3 separate regions of the Mus musculus genome follow, and all the other regions are linked to region 1. Evidence: chromatin contacts called from public promoter capture Hi-C data. All regions are on one chromosome and are shown on one strand. The core of a region is the stretch at or near the end of the contact, and the rest is flanking DNA. Distances in the headings are between cores, read along the strand shown. Region 1 overlaps Aopep (aminopeptidase O). Region 2 overlaps Aopep (aminopeptidase O). Region 3 overlaps Aopep (aminopeptidase O).

Region 1 (3,212 bases), core at 671-3,170:
CCTAACCTGAGTATCCCTCCTGGGTTAAGTCACTGAACACAACTCCAGCTTAAAAGTCTGCGACTTGCTAACATGGGAGCCCAAGTGGATCTACACCTGCGCAGTGTTTTTCTTCCAAGCAGAAAGCTCACAACCCCACACGAACAGAATCGAAAGGATCACGGAAAGCTTTTGTTGTCACAAAATTGAGGCAATGGAAACATTTAGAGCTAAGCCCCCTGATTTAAGTTGGACAACTGAGATGGGAGGGAGGGCTGGAGGGGGAGTGCATATGCACTCAAACCTTTAGGGCTGTTTCCCAAGTTTATCTGGCTCTAATTAAAAGGCAGGAAAGAGTGAGGGTACACACCCCTCCAAGGAATCCATCCTCCTCCATTCAGTAGGGTACAGACACTCTCGTGCAAGAGCAGGCTTGTTCAGAGGCAGGCAGGACACAAGGCACAGCCATGCTGAACATTCCTTCCTAATGCGGGAAGAACTGTGCTAGTCTGGTCTTTGTAGAATGGACTGAGAGGAAGCACTCTGTTAGTAAACAACCTATCGCCACCTGGTTCTCCAATCCATGGGAAAATGTAGTCTCTAAACAATGAAGAAAGACAAATCTGTGACCTAATGCTGTTTTCAGCCACATTTAATAAAACTATCATTCATTCACAAGTAAATATTATATCACAAAAAAAGGATTAAAGACTTGAAAAGAGGATATGTTAAAGGAAAAATATTTTAATAGAGTGAACGTCTTTGTAAAATACATATTTGCTCCCTGTCGAGCCACCCTACAGCAGAAAAGAAATAATACACGATAAATGCTTGCAAAGTGACTGAACGATCTCAAGTACTTGCAAATGTGCTGGGAGGCAGTGCTGTGCCGCCAGTGGGCTGTCCTGGCAGCAGGCACAGGAGACATCCCACTTCCACTCACAGGGAAGTCAAATGAACTTTCACATAACTTTGGGTCCATCTGTGTGCTATCACGGAGGTACTGCAAGGGACACAGAGGGTGTCAGATGTACTATGGAGTCATCAAGAAAAAACAGCAGTGTCCCTGAGCATCCGGGCCCCAGGGAAGCCGGCGTGATATATTACAAGACCAGCCTGCTGTGAGACTGACACCCACCATTCAGTTGCAAAAGGAGAGAAAATTCTTTCTTTTCATAAACAATGATATATGTTATTATTTCCCGTAGAGAAGGCCTTGCAAAAATGCATCTGCCTTGGAAACGCAAGACAAAATAAGGCTATGAGCTGCCCAAATCAGATAGGTACTTAAAATCAACAGCACAGCCCTGTAAAACTTACTCAAATGAACACACGGAGCAGTATGTAACGGGAAGCAAATCAAGTGCAAGCGTTATTAACGACGGTGGAAATCTGTACTCTTGCCATTAACACTTAAGATTTCATAGTTGTTAATTTTGAAGAAATACACAAAGAAAAAAGTTAACTTCGTTTGCCCCCACCCTCACGACTTAGAAATTGAGGAAAGCGGCACAAGTCTGAAGTTTTAAAGTTTCTTGAAGAGAAAGTGTGAAATTTCTAACCCCCAGCCCTGACCCATGTAAAAGCAGCACAAAGAAAACCAACCCTGGGCTCTTGTAGGAGCCCGAGTGTCTTTACAGGAGTCAGGGGTGGGAGTGGGTGGGGGCAGGGATGGATGTCACTCTGAGCTCCCTCCCAGAGGACAATCCATCCACACAACTGCAGCCCCTGCTTTCTCTTCCATTAGCACAACACAATGCAGAAGAGCAGACTTACCTCCCGGATTAGGAATGCCACAGACAAGACAAGTCTCACCACGAAGCTTCCCCAGGCACAAACATCAGGACTGCAGCTGGCATGCCTTGAAGGCCAAGGGGAGCCCTTGAGCCCCTCCCTGGCCGCCCAGCTGGCGCACAGCAGTGGCTGTATGGGGAAGGAAGTCAGTGTGGCTCCAGACGGAGAGAGCCTGAGACTAATGCAGCCACAGACTGACAGTGGCGTGAGTTCTATTATTACCCCATTATCACTCTGGGATCTGAGCCTAAATGAAGCATGCTTCCTCCCTGGTGCCATTTCCTTTTATCCTGGCTGGAGACTAAAAGCGGATCAATGGGGCAATAATGTATGATGTCACTTCCATTATAGCAACAGCCTCCCCGCCTCTTTCAGTCTGTCTGAAACGCACAGAACGATCAATTCTTCCCAAAAATGGTTAAAAAATGCTTTGGGAGCATGCATCTTCCAGAAAAGCATTCTCTGCTATATTTGTCTATGTTACTTTGGCAGGAACTGTTTACACAGAACAAAACAGAAGAAATGAGGGAGGGAGAAAAATCTCAAATTCTCCTGTAGGCTGGAGACTTGTTGGCTGGAATTCAACCCAAACAGGGGCCAGGGGCCAGGGCAGAATGCCGCTGACCTCTGAGAGTCATGTGCAGAAGGTGAAGGGTGACCTCACGGATATAAAACACCTTTCATTGTATAAGGTACTCTGAATCTGGAAAATTCCTTGCTACCTTCTCCAGGAAGCACAACCACTACCCTGCAGGCCTGAAGGCCACCCACTCAGGTCCATGGCTGCCTGCCACAGGTAAAGGACACATGTGGACGGAAGGAAGACAGGCACCACTCTGAGACTTAAAATAAAACTCCATTGAGTGAATTTTCACTTATAAGATTCTTGCCGATAGCGTGAGATAAGGATACCATGGAGAGAAGTTCCCCAAACAAGAGCAGGAACTTCTATTTCCTCAGGATCCAGAGAGAAACAGAAACAGGAGCCAAAGGAAGCCATGGTCTTCTCTGCCTGTCAGGAAAGGGCTTCCTTTCCTGTTGGGATTCACACAACAGGCAGGGTAGGCGTATTAAGCCTGCTCTTCGTTCATGGGTAATGTCTGTGGGACCTCCGGACAGAACTAAAGTGCCTTCCACGCATTAGAAACTTAAAGAGAAACAGCTGCTGCTGCTGCTGCTGCTGCTGCTGCTGCTGCTGCTGCTGCTGCTGCTGCTGCTGCTGCTGGAGGCAGCAGAAAAATGGTTCTCCACATCGGTTTTTGTTTTAATCGAACTTTAAAGAACTGCCTAAACCTAAGACTAGCTAGAACACTGAATGTGAATCTTGTTTGCATTATTTTGAGGGTAAAAATGGAGGTTGCTAGCAAATGAAGGTTATCAAATAATGAAGAGTGAAAATATTTTCTTTTCAAATTATAGAACTCACCACCAGGCAGGCA
Region 2 (3,154 bases), core at 455-2,954, 140 kb after region 1:
CCTAGGTGTATTTCTAACAAAGACTGAAGGAAAGAGCAGAGCAGGCACAATGAGGCTCAGAGTTTACACAATCTGCCTGTGTTGTGTTGGTTTGTTTTGCTTTTTAAAAATGATTACAAGGCCCAGTGAGATGCCTCATTGGGTAAAGGCCAGCAAGTCTGGCCATCCAAGTTTGATCTCTGGAGTCATACAAAGGTGGAAGGAGAGGACCAACTCCACAAAGTTTTCCTCTGGTCTCTGTATATACTTGTTCCCCTGGCAATAATAGTTGTACTATTTTTAATTAAAAAAGAAAACTGCTTCAAATGATGCCCAGGACCCTAGAGGACACATATCATAATTGCTGAAGAACTAGTGGGTCTGCTGTAGGTTCGTTCTAATGCATCATCTCAGGCCTGGGCTTAACCCTTGGGGTCTCTGTTTTCCTTCCCTGAAATGAAAATTAGGAGCACTCCTCAGGGAAGCAGGAAGCATCTCCAGACACAAGACTCTTCCATACCAGTGGATTCATGTGTGTCTTGTGAGACTTCCTCCAGTCAGATCAGCCTATTTCACCTTCTTTTCTTTTAGAGAAAGGCATTCATCTGGGTTTATGGACATAAAACTAAAGGTACAGAAGAGAGAACTATTTTGGACAAAGAAAAGGGAAATGGGTCCAGATATTTTAAACGTTTACCTACTTGGATTGCAATGGATCTATCTGAACTAAGTGCTGTAAACAGGTGGCTGGAGTGTGTGGGGAGCTGCACATTTGTCAGACGCTGTTCTGCCCCCATGACTGACTGTAGGCAACAGCTGCATGTGTGTGAAAATTTTGTTTCCCATCTGTCTTTTGGACACAGTACTTTCCTGTGTCTAGTCCTCGATGAACGCGTGTTAGAAGAGGATAACCAGTCGCTATACTTTACCCTGTCACCATCCTATAACCGGAGAAAGGAAGATGCAGGCAGCCTTGGGAGTGTCCTTCCTACCTTCTGGACACTGCTCACACTGAGGCTTCCTCAGCGTCTGTACCCCACGCCAAGAATGCAAGAATGTGTGCAAGAAATGGCGATCACACACTTATGGAGAAATGAGTTGGGTCTTTGGAGAGCTTGAACACATGTCGAGGGGAGGTTCTGAACTCACAGGTGCTTACAATCATAGAAGAACCCCAGCCCTAGCCCCCAAATGTTGGACCAGAATCTGCATTTCAGCAGGATCTTTAGATGACTTATGGAAACATTAAAATTTAGCATGCTTTACAGCTAAGAGCAGAGCTGGCAAGATGGCTCAGCTGATAAAGGTACTTATTGCTTGAGTTTGATCCCTAGGATCCACATGGTAGGAGAGAAATGAACAACCCCAAAGTTGTCCTCTGATCTCAACATACACATATGCCTCCCACAACAAATTGATAAATATATGTAAGATCAAGTTAGAAGTTTAAGCACTTTGAAAAAGTACAGAAGTGAGGCTTTCACTGCTGACTTCTTGGCCTGTTTTTCTGGTGGCTAATGATTGGTTCGTGAGGTACTGAGAAGCAGCAGGGGTCTTAAGAATCAACAGTGCACCTCTCTCAGACACACTGACATCCAGAAGCCCTGGGCCAGAGGAGGGGCCTGCGGGACTCAGAGCTCCAGTGCCAGTTCTGCACTACAGCAGCCTGCAGCACACAGTGCATGGGAGCAGGGCACAGAGGGCACACCTGTCCTCTGTTAACTTGAAACACCGAGGTGCTTGACTTTGCTTGTTTGGTCTTTTTCCACTAGAAGCTGGAAGATGTCCCAACCCTAGCCACTCCACATGAGTAACTGATTATGCAGGACCACATTCTACTTAATTGTTCTCAGGTTTCCCACCTAACCATATGCTAATGTGGCATTTCATAGTATTTACTCACTTTTGCATGAGTTAGAAATAGGAACCCGAATGGCAACTGTCACAGGGTTCACGGTTGCCAAGGTCTGATAAGCAGGCAGGGTGGCCCGTGTCCAGTTACTGTGAGGACATGTCCTCATGTCCTGCTTTCCTATGACTCAGCTGTGTCTTTAGTGCAAAGCCACATGATTCTGCTTAAAGTCAGTTCTTAGAATCTGAGACATATACAGAATTCAAAATAGTGTCTCAGCCCAATATAGATGACATTTGGATTGTCTACCCTTGCCAATCAAGGCTGAAATGAAGTCACTTGAGGACAAAAGTGTCCCCAAAAGGTTCAGAGACTTACTGGTATTAGTTGCTCATCCTAAGACCATAGTTTTGGCCGGGCAGTGATGGCGCACGCCTTTGATCCCAGCACTCAGGAGGCAGAGTCAGGCGGATTTCTGAGTTTGAGGCCAGCCTGGTCTACAAAGTGAGTTCCAGGACAGCCAGGGCTATACAGAGAAACCCTGTCTTGAAAAACCAAAAAACAAAACAAACAAACAAAAAACCCAACAACAACAACAACAAAAAACCCCACAACAACAAAGGACCATAGTTTTGCTAAAATCTATTGGACTACCATCAAACATTTCAGTCACATAAGGAGAGGCAGAGGGGCCAATCAGTGATGGAGAAACTGCTGCTGCTGCTGTCCTGAGAGAGGGACACTAACTCAGAGATGAAGAGAACAGTTGCTCAGCATCTCTCCCAGTCAGGTACCATGGGCTCCCGTTAGGCTGCTTTGACCTCTGAACCTGAAATGTGAAGAAGCCAAATTTCATTCTCCCGTGTGCTAGAAAGAGGGTGTCACTATTAATTCAGTGTTACTGGAAGTTCACAGGAGTCACATAATTTAGCTGCCACAAAGGTTTTCTATCACCTTCTCTGAGGCAACAGACTTACTTTACAGAGAGAATAAAGGACCCACTGCTGGTGGCCAAGAGGTGCCTCCATCTGAAGGTCAGAGCCACTCAAGTGAACACCTACCTTGGGATCAACTAGCCCTTCTGAGCCCTCACAGCCAAAGGATGGTATACCACACTGGCTATTCCAGAGAGTTCACACAAATCTACACACTTGCTAAGAAAGGCAGCATACATTAAACAGAGCACCACATCTCTGCTCTGGACTAAATTCAACTTAACATGTTGCTTTAACGAGGAAATGGTTAGGTTGGAATTCAAGCAGTGTGAGGTTTAGAACTCTGAAGCTTACTTTAGAATGTCATCTGCATTTGGCTCTTATGTCT
Region 3 (3,082 bases), core at 534-3,033, 170 kb after region 1:
TAAAGGGCCAGGTATCTCTCTGAGATTAGAAAGTAGACAGAAGCACAAAACTATTTATCAGAGTAGGAGGCAAACTTCTCCACTTTTAATATTCATAAAGTGCACAATAGGAAAATTGGAAGAGCCCTTTCCTTTGCAAATATTAGGCAATATGACCTCTAAAAGCAAACACCCTGTGAGACTATTACATAAACCAAATGACTACAAGGTCTAGGCCACAGCGGCATGGAGACGCTGCAGTACTGTCAGCCCAGTACCTGGAAGAGCCAAAGCTTCTAACCAGAAGGGAAGTAAACACTTCCTGATGCACAGAAAGAAATGGCTGCTGTCCCCTAAGCAAAGGAGGTTTAAAATAATTCAGATCTGGGGGAAAGTTTTTGTTAAGTCCAATGAAGAGCCCTTGGCTGTTTCAAAGCTGAGCCCTCAGAACTAAATTTAATCAAACTGCAGCAGCCGGCTGAAAAGCAGATAATAGAATTTGGCCTAATGTGTCATTAGCTCATGTTCACTTCAGTGGATTAGCTCCCAGCAGCATCGGAAGCAGATCTCAACGTTTGCTGGGTTAGATCTACAGCCAAAGGATCTACAGCCATGAGCAAGTCTAAAGAATTTCACACTAGCCTTCTGAATTACTTGGAGAAAGTAACTTAAAAAAAAAAAAAACCAAAACTTTTCATTTTATAATCTCATTATGAATCATTAAACTCTTCAAAACCCCTTAAGCACATACTTTTTAAAATACAGTATTAAAAAAAAGCTATAAATGGTGCTGGTTACATTTTAAATCAACAAATAGCTTTTATTTGAAAACCAAAAATTAGGGTTTAAAGTCATTCATTTGATGTGCTTCACACTAAAATTCACTTAGTCAAATAAGTTTCCTTTAAAAAAAAAATCCTCCAATTCTAGGAAGTTACTGAAACCATCATCTTCTAAGGCTTCTTCTCAAAGTACACAGTCTAGAATATTCATCTAGAAAGCGGCCTCACCACGGCTACTCACATTGATAATCAAATAATAAGCTTCATTTGTAAAATTCAAAATGTGGTTTGCAGATGCCAGGAGGCCTGGGGAGAGTCATCAGAGAGGAGCCCTGCGCTTCCTTTGTGCGTGGAGCTAACAGGATTAAGGCTTGAAGAATTGAATAAAGCCCTGGGCTGGTTAAGATGGATGGATCACATTTCAGGTTCCCATTTCATAATGGGCATGCCCCACATTTCTCAAAATAAAACACGCCAGTGAGCTCATTCCAGTGACTGTGCTTCCTGACATTCATTTTGGAAACTTTAAAATGGATTCTGTGTCCAGATCCTCTCTTGAGCCACATGGTTCTTTGTGTAGCTGGGCTGCCTGGTTCAGGCAGCTTCTTGCTTCATAGCCAGTGGTTTCCTGCTATGGTCCAGTTACATGGCAAAGAAAGTAGAGATTACCATGCCGAAGGATTTCTGTCTATGGACTTATGGTTTCTTACTTTCCAACTACGTGGTGATTTGCACCGGCCCTAACCTGTAAATGTAAAATGTGCAATATCAGCCATCTTCCTCTAGGCAGCGGGCTGAAGCACGGCTCTGCTGGTTTGCACCCTCAAGGTGGTTATTATCAAGTAGAATCTGTGGTTGGAAAGTGTCCAGCAGTAGCACAAACTGTCTAGAAGAGATTTTCATATAGGAGTTCCAACAGCTGTCTGTTAGGTCAGATTTCTGTGAGAACCAAGGCACACATTCTCAACTGTACACAGCTGTCCCGGATTAAACAGGAACAGTTTCTTAAAGTGACAACAAAAGTCCAAGTGTAAAGGAAGACAGTGTGAAGCGCATCAAAAGTGTTCAGCCCAGGCATTGCCACTGTGCACAGCATCAAGCCATGCTACCAGTCAGCGGGCTTAGAGGCTGTTTAGCCACCATGATGGCCAAAGCTTTGCTTATTAATTAGCAACTTATTAACACCAAAGTGCCTATGGACTAAGACACATTTCAATTCCATAATAGATTCCCTCCGCTTGAAATTCCTCTATTACAGAAAAGCAGTCTGTTTAAAGCACAGTGCTTATTAAATGAAGGATACACAGAAACTGTACAGAAACAGAGCATCAGAATTTGGAGAGGAAGTTAAAGAGAATTAAAACAAGCTGTGATGATCTTAACAAAGACACACAGAACCTGTTACTAGGCAGAGACATTTGGTCAAATTTCCTGTTTTCCCCCAAGTCCTGGTTTGGCTTGAATATGTTGTCAGTGCACAGTTTCCTGCTGCTGATTCATGCTGCTCACGTGTAAAAGCCAGGGACAGTCCTAAGACTTATCTAAGGACTTTTCTCTTCTCCAGACTTTGGTCTTCACCATAACCGAGATGATAAACTACAGATCTAAATTGCTGAAAATTGTAGCAAGTCCCCAGAAAATCACTAAGGTGAGTCAACACAGCCATGGAACAGTCTCCCTCTAGCCCTCAACCACTTCAGTCCAAGACTGCAGAGATAGTTGTGAACTACTACCAAGAGCATTAAACCACAGCCAAGTAAGTGTCACCGATGGCTCTTTGTTTAAAACAAACAAAAAGTTCTCTGCAAAAGTCTGATACTACGGCAGACTACTATAAAATCAAAGACCATTGCATACAGAGTGGAAGAAAATAAAAAGTCCTCCCTTGGGAAAGAATCCAAAACATTAACATTTCTCAGGATATTTTACAAATCATGCTGCTTCATTAAACACATGCCACTGGGAGTCTCCTCTATTACTAACAACACTTTTCATAATGACCTTCACATGTTTAAATCAATGGCTGCCGAAAACGTGCATTTATATTACATAAACAAAACCTAACATAAACATGCCCAGATAAAAAACTTTATAGAAATGCCTGGCTACAATTCCCCAATGTAAATAGACCTCATGAATGGCCCAGCAAAAACAATTTTAGTGTATTTTTATCCCCCAAAGCAAAAGGCACAGTCCAAAAGCAGACAGCTCTGCTGAAAACTGCACTCCTAACACACGAATAAGCAACTCTAGTGATGTTCAATGCACCAACTGGTTTTGATCCAGGGAAAGCCATGAGACTTATTTTCTATAAGCACCTG

What was found. Capture Hi-C pulls out chosen DNA fragments and counts their contacts.
Region 2: a contact with region 1 is called in a promoter capture Hi-C map of liver, with 2.6 times the contacts expected there. The contact joins two enhancer-like sites. A contact is called at or near these places in 5 of 484 Hi-C or Micro-C datasets (CD8 T cells, the HL-1 cell line, Th1 cells and 2 more), 5 of 115 datasets of contacts at active chromatin or transcription factors (embryonic stem cells, heart atrium, kidney and 2 more) and 3 of 9 other capture datasets (adipose tissue, liver and pancreatic islet).
Region 3: a contact with region 1 is called in a promoter capture Hi-C map of adipose tissue. The contact joins two enhancer-like sites. A contact is called at or near these places in 6 of 484 Hi-C or Micro-C datasets (the C2C12 cell line, the HL-1 cell line, the N1E-115 cell line and 3 more), 10 of 115 datasets of contacts at active chromatin or transcription factors (bone marrow-derived macrophages, craniofacial prominence, embryonic stem cells and 6 more) and 3 of 9 other capture datasets (adipose tissue, liver and pancreatic islet).

Annotation. Positions count from the first base shown.
Region 1 is chr13:63,277,734-63,280,945 of GRCm38.p6, reverse strand. All of the region lies in intron 13 of Aopep (aminopeptidase O), which reads right to left. Among named protein-coding and RNA genes, the nearest start is that of Gm16907, 18 kb to the left of the region's middle. Within about 2 kb of position 1,920, at least 194 of the 459 cell types and tissues checked have an H3K27ac peak or open chromatin away from gene starts, as enhancers often do. A contact at or near this core is called in the C2C12 cell line, the N1E-115 cell line, adipose tissue and 8 more, where this site is marked.
Region 2 is chr13:63,133,816-63,136,969 of GRCm38.p6, reverse strand. The region is part of intron 5 of Aopep (aminopeptidase O); the gene reads right to left. It overlaps Gm30409 (a long non-coding RNA gene), which reads right to left. Exons shown (of 2, transcript XR_003950671.1): 1 at 2,893-3,154; 2 at 2,457-2,660. Among named protein-coding and RNA genes, the nearest start is that of Gm30409, 3.1 kb to the right of the region's middle. Within about 2 kb of position 1,704, at least 29 of the 459 cell types and tissues checked have an H3K27ac peak or open chromatin away from gene starts, as enhancers often do. A contact at or near this core is called in liver and pancreatic cancer cells, where this site is marked.
Region 3 is chr13:63,111,337-63,114,418 of GRCm38.p6, reverse strand. The region is part of intron 5 of Aopep (aminopeptidase O); the gene reads right to left. Among named protein-coding and RNA genes, the nearest start is that of Gm46422, 18 kb to the right of the region's middle. Within about 2 kb of position 1,783, at least 122 of the 459 cell types and tissues checked have an H3K27ac peak or open chromatin away from gene starts, as enhancers often do. A contact at or near this core is called in the C2C12 cell line, the N1E-115 cell line, adipose tissue and 6 more, where this site is marked.